Regions from separate parts of the Mus musculus genome. Here region 2 is linked to region 1. The links are chromatin contacts, called in public promoter capture Hi-C maps. All regions are on one chromosome and are shown on one strand. Each heading gives the region's core, a stretch centred on a gene start, on an enhancer-like site or on the middle of the called end of the contact. The rest is flanking DNA. Distances are from core to core; before and after follow the strand shown. Region 1 holds the start of Msl3l2 (MSL3 like 2). Region 2 holds the start of Gcc2 (GRIP and coiled-coil domain containing 2).

The links. Promoter capture Hi-C pulls out the DNA fragments that hold promoters and counts their contacts.
Region 2: a contact with region 1 is called in a promoter capture Hi-C map of hematopoietic stem and progenitor cells. The contact joins the promoter of Gcc2 here to the promoter of Msl3l2 in region 1. A contact is called at or near these places in 5 of 39 promoter capture datasets (cranial neural crest, embryonic stem cells, hematopoietic stem and progenitor cells and 2 more).

The regions. Positions count from the first base shown.
Region 1 is chr10:56,105,657-56,108,356 of GRCm38.p6, reverse strand. Msl3l2 (MSL3 like 2) reads right to left here and starts at 1,440. Exons shown (of 2, transcript NM_001163833.1): 1 at 1,328-1,440. The region is part of intron 22 of Tbc1d32 (TBC1 domain family, member 32); the gene reads left to right.
Region 2 is chr10:58,254,268-58,257,113 of GRCm38.p6, reverse strand. Gcc2 (GRIP and coiled-coil domain containing 2) reads right to left here and starts at 1,588. Exons shown (of 23, transcript NM_027375.2): 1 at 1,543-1,588; 2 at 1,232-1,285; 3 at 210-294. The coding sequence starts at 1,548.

The DNA of each region.
Region 1 (2,700 bases), core at 191-2,690:
ATTAGAGACCTCTCAACAAGAAGCTGCATTGAAATCAGTTCAATCCTTGTTAGTTTGTCTTCAGAGTCCCTGAAGCCTCTACCTCAGCCTGGCAGCTGTGGACTTCCACAGTTTGGCAAGCTCACTTTTGAGAAATACTGAGGTAAGGATTCTCAAAACTATAGAGTGATTTCTTTTCCCTCCCATATTTATTTTTTCTAGAATTCCTAAAATCACTTCTTTGCTTAGTTTTTTCAAATGGGGTCTGGAAATAATTTGTATCAAGAGTATTGTCACAAAGATATAGTATCTTTAATAGTAATGTCTAATATTTACAGTAATTCTTGTCAGGCATCACCAAGTACTTTAGCTTTAGTCTTGTAAGCCTGAGAGAACTAAAATCCTCCAATGAAACACTGTCTCACCTACAGTTTAAGTAAGTAGTTTATCAAAAAGTCTTTAACTGTTGTCCCATAGCTGGTGAATTCCAGTTTTTCCCAAGTTCACTTGTAATCTCTTCCTATATGTAAACATGTAGTCTAAATCACAAAATCAGTAAGTACCTTAGATGAGAAAGGAAGTACAGATGGCAAAAAAATCTAATGATTATTATAGAGTTTATACTTTACAGAGACAAGCATGCCTGGTACAATTATCTATCATTATTATTACTACTACTACTATTATTGGTTAAGATTTGTTTGTTTATTTATTTCATTCACACCAGAAGAGAGAATCAAATTATATTACAGATGGTTGTGAGCCACCATGTGGTTGCTGGGAACTGAACTCCGGACCTCTGGAAGAGCAGCCAGTGCTCTTAACCACTGAGCCATCTCTCCAGCCCAGCTGGAAAATTCTCCCGTCTACTGTGAAGTTTGAACTGGTATCTTTAACTTCCCTACATTATATCTACTTTTGTTTCCTATTCAGTCTCAGCTGCTTATAGGCTTCTGTGTCTAAGGCTGTATTTTGTGGGGTTTGAGCCCCCCACTATGCTGCATTAATCTTGTGTTGGTTTTGGGTGCTAGATGGGTGTTCTCAGGACTTGCTAAGGGGGTTCTCTAGACCCTAGCTTACTCTTGGTGGCATAGTTCCCTATAGCCAACAATTCCCTTATTGTTCAGTGCTATGAGATGTGGAAATGTGGCAAAATACCTCTAACATATGCCTCTAGAATACCTCTCCAGACACTTTGTCCCATGAGACGTATTTAGAGAACCACAGTCTATGTCTGCTTAGCCCAGAGAGGGCATTGACAACTAATTATGGGATGGAAATCCAGAATCCAGTGCTGGTCAGTGGGGTCAGGGAAGCTCAAAAGCAGCTGCATCTCTGAAAAGCTTACCTCATCAAGGTGGGGATTCAGGAAAACTGCAACCGAACTGCTCGCTGTGGGAATCCTAGCCAACCGTGCAATCCTTTCTCACCCCGCAGTTTTCGACTGCTTTTGAAGCCCAGGAGGAGAGGGGGTGGGGACCTTGAGAATCTTGCTAGTTTCAGTTTTCACCGGATTTGTCTGGTTTACTTCCCGACTCTCTAGCGCCCCCTCCCTCCAGGAGAAGATGTTTCAACTTGGAGGAAATGGCTACAGCCCAACGGGTGGCACTGCCTCCAGAGACTAGGGCCCTCCCACATCAAACATCAATCAAGAGAATGCTTGACAGGCTTGTCCTTTGGCTAATCCGCTGAAGACATTTTCACAATTAGGGGTTTCCTCCTCCAAAATGGCTATAGTTGATACTGAGTTGACGCTAGCCAACACAGCAGCAGGAAGGACAGTGGTCTTCGTAGGCCCTGCTTCCAGCCTTTAAGACCCGAGCCCCCCCACCCCCACCCACCCACCCACACACTTTTTCCCACAGCTCCAGGCTTCTAGGCGATCTGCAGTTCCTGACAGGCAGACTTACTGCGATGCTCTCTCAGATGATGCGTCTACATCCCAAGACGTATTTGAGCTATAAACACTTCCCAGAACTATAACACGAGTATCCTGCATCTACTGAGTGCAAACCTGTTTCATTTAAATCCTTCGTGGTGATCTATTTTTACGTTGCTTCATCCCGTTTAAAGGCTGGTAATACCGAGTTTACAGAGTACTTCATATGTATCCTCTCTGCTGTCTGCTCCCTCGCTTCTTGAAGACAGCGGGGGCAAGAGAGAACCTGTCAGAAATAGAAGTGAATCTTCAATTATTCGGGCACGTTACACTCAGCTATCAAAGAAAGTGGCACTTTTGTAAAATAAGGTTAAACTGACCCAAAGAACACAGTAAATTTTATGAACATATGAATTATATGTGCAGCGTAATCTCTAGTTTATGTGAAATTTTCTCTAGCTACAGAAGAAAAAAATGACTAAGTCTGGCTTATAGATGGTATTATGTGCTACACCTGCAGTTACTGATCTTTTGACCATGGATATCTAAAAGAGGGGATTTTAAAGTACACTGTCTACTTATTTGCTTTGTCTGGAAAGATAAGCATTTAGGTATTGATTTTTATAGCTTTATGGGCCTTGACTGATGAGTAGAAATAACGGCCAGGGGCTCAGGAAACAATCATCAGGAGATTTATTTTAGAAGATGGTTGAACAGAGCACTTCTCACTCTACTAGGAATCAGTGTATAATCAATGAGCACACAGGGGGATCTGATTAAATGAAATGGGTCACAGAACAGAACAAAAACCGTCATGAATCCAGAAAGGAACTGGTAGGGAT
Region 2 (2,846 bases), core at 339-2,838, 2.1 Mb before region 1:
TGGCTTCAATTTCCAGAACCCACATGGTGGCTCACAACTGTAACTACAGTTCCAGGGAATCCAAAACTCTAACAAAGACATACATATAGGCAAAACACGCGCGCACACACACACTGAATTAAAAATTCATTTGTTCCTTTACTTATTCAAAGGCAACTGCAGGGCTAGGCATGGTGGTCTACTGAAAAGCTCTGATTTAAACCCAGTACCTGTACACCTTGCTTTGGCTTTCTGCAGGAGCATCATTTGCTTCTTGGCAAACTTGATGAGATCTTCTCTGGGCAACGTTTCTAGCTGAAAGATGGAGTCGTATTATTGAGTTTTAAAACCCATGCTTTTAGTACGGCCACCAAAAGAAACACAGTGTCTGCCGAAAACCAAAGAGAGACACTCTAAACAGTTGAGCCAGTCACATTTTTTAAATTGAGAAACGTAACTTCAATAACTAAAAGTAATTAGGTGAATGGAAAATCAAACCAAAACCCCAGCACAAAACTCTTACAGAGAACACTGAGTTCTCTAGCTGTACAAGAAGGGCTTGGAACTCAAGATTTCTCGAGCTGTAGAACTCATTCTGTTGGAAGCTAACAACATAACTACATTCACAGGTGAATCGGGTCACATTTAGACTTCAACTAAAATATTAGGGTTTACTAACTGAAAATTACTTAATCTTTGTGCACAACGTTTCCTCATCTGCAGAATGAGAATAGGGAAGATACGTATTTCAGGAAGCTTACCTGAAAGAATCTGTTACTTCAGCAAATGCCTAGAAATCAGTCTTCAAACACTACATTTTGGTAATAAATTGTGCCCCTACCTTTCTGAATCACTTAGCATAAAACATTGCACAGTGCTGTAAGAACAACCTTATTCCACCCTCAACTCTGGAGCTGGAGCCAACAGGATATAGTTCCTTGCTTCTTCCTGCCTCTTATCTAATCCCCTCGGCTTCGTGTCACTGTGTAAACTTTCATTAAACAGACTAGCTAAATGTTTGAAATACAGCATCGTGCTAACAAGGAGCAGGAAGTAAACAAACTGCTCGCACATCAGGAAATTTAAAAAAGAACAGGAAATCTGTAAGTAAATTAAAATGAAACTCCCTGAGGAAAGGTTAGTTCTTTTTTTTTTTTTTTTTTTTTTTTAAATAATTCTCCCCATGCCAAAGTTTTCCGATTCATTAACCTTATGCGCTACAGGGAACCAGGCGGCTGAGTGCTCTCCTCACCTTGGATTTCGGGGTCCCGGAGGGTGCTGCAGCTACGGCATCTGGAGCAGAATCCTGTAAAACAAACCATAAAAAGAGCTCATCCCAATTCCAGGTACAAGGCGCGGCCAAACAAATCTGTGCAGAGGAGGACCCCTTTAGGCGGTAGGGACCGGAGCTGGGCCGTCGCCACGGCCGGAGCCAGCACCAGGTTCAATGCCAAGCGCCGCGGCGGGGGTCTGGGCGCGAGGGCGGGGACAGGGTGCTCCCATGCCCTCCCACCCCTCGAGCGGCACAGCGGGCCAGCGGGGCGGCGCGACGCCCACCGTTACCTCCATCGCGGCTGCGACCCGCGGCTGCCTCCACCGCCTCTTCAGGAGTCTCGGCTGCTCCGCCTCCGAGGCTGCCGAGCGCGGGTCAAAGGTCTCGTTACGAGGCGACTACGCCTCCCCGCGTCTCCAAGGCTACGCAGAGCTGGCACTTCCGCTTCCTCCTTGGTGTCCGGGAGGAAGTCGTCTTTGCGCAGGTCCCCTGGCCGGTGCCGGAACGCGCTGAGTCGCCCTGCACTACTACCCTGTGCCAGGTGACAGGTTTGAGCACACGTTCCTTTGATCACTTCGTTTTCTAATTTTTAAAGATGTGCTTTACAAATATAACTATCCCGACTAGCAGGCATATGTGAAACAAATAGTTTTATAGGTGACTTTAATTCTGTCATGTTCAAAATAGGTTCCTCTGTGAGTAGTAATAAGGAATAAATTACTGAATCCGTTACTTTCTCAGGAGTTTCAAAATGCTGGCATGCTGTCTCTGTATTGCTAAATATTAATTTGCCGGCTGAGGTGCTTCTCGTGTTGTTTATATTGTCAACTTGAAAGGATCTAGAATCATCTAGGAGAGAGCCTCTAGACATGTATGTGAAATTTATCTAGATTAGATTACTTGAGCTATGGAGACCCCCAGTAACTGTGGGTGGCAGCATTCCACAGACTGGTAACCCTGGTTGCATAAAAAAGGATAACTCAGACTGAATTCCAGCATTCACTTCAAAGAACCCATCGAGGTCACAGTGTGGGAAGGTACACGTGACTAGTCTGATGAGGGCCCTCCCTTGTGGTTACGAATGAGAGAAGACAGGGTAAAGAGATTCCAGGTTCTGTCAAGAGTCCTGCAGGCCTTCTTTTTCCTTGTAGTTGCTCACAAGGGGATGAAGGCAAGATAAGGAAGATAAAACCAATCCAAACCCCAGAGGACTCTAGAGAAGGAAGATACTACAATATAGATTTTCGTTGTTATTGTCTAATAGAACACGTTTAGACTGACCTAGACCCTAAAATAATGCCTGATATTTTTCTATAGTTAAGCCTGGCCTAAACATAAACTAGAGGACAGAGCAAGTGGCCGCTGGTGGCGAATATTAATTAACATGTTGTATTTTCATAGGTGAGAGGGTGTTTTTCAGCAGGTTTTTCAGGTTGTCTACTTCCAGGTGTAGACATACACTAATTGCAGGTATAGGCCTTCAAGCAGTTGGGCCCTCACCCCCAAGTAGAGCCAGAGCGTTTTCCAAGTTCCGTATGGGAAAAGCCAGGTGTTTTTGTTGGTTTTGATCATGGCTTCTGGAAGTCATATGGCA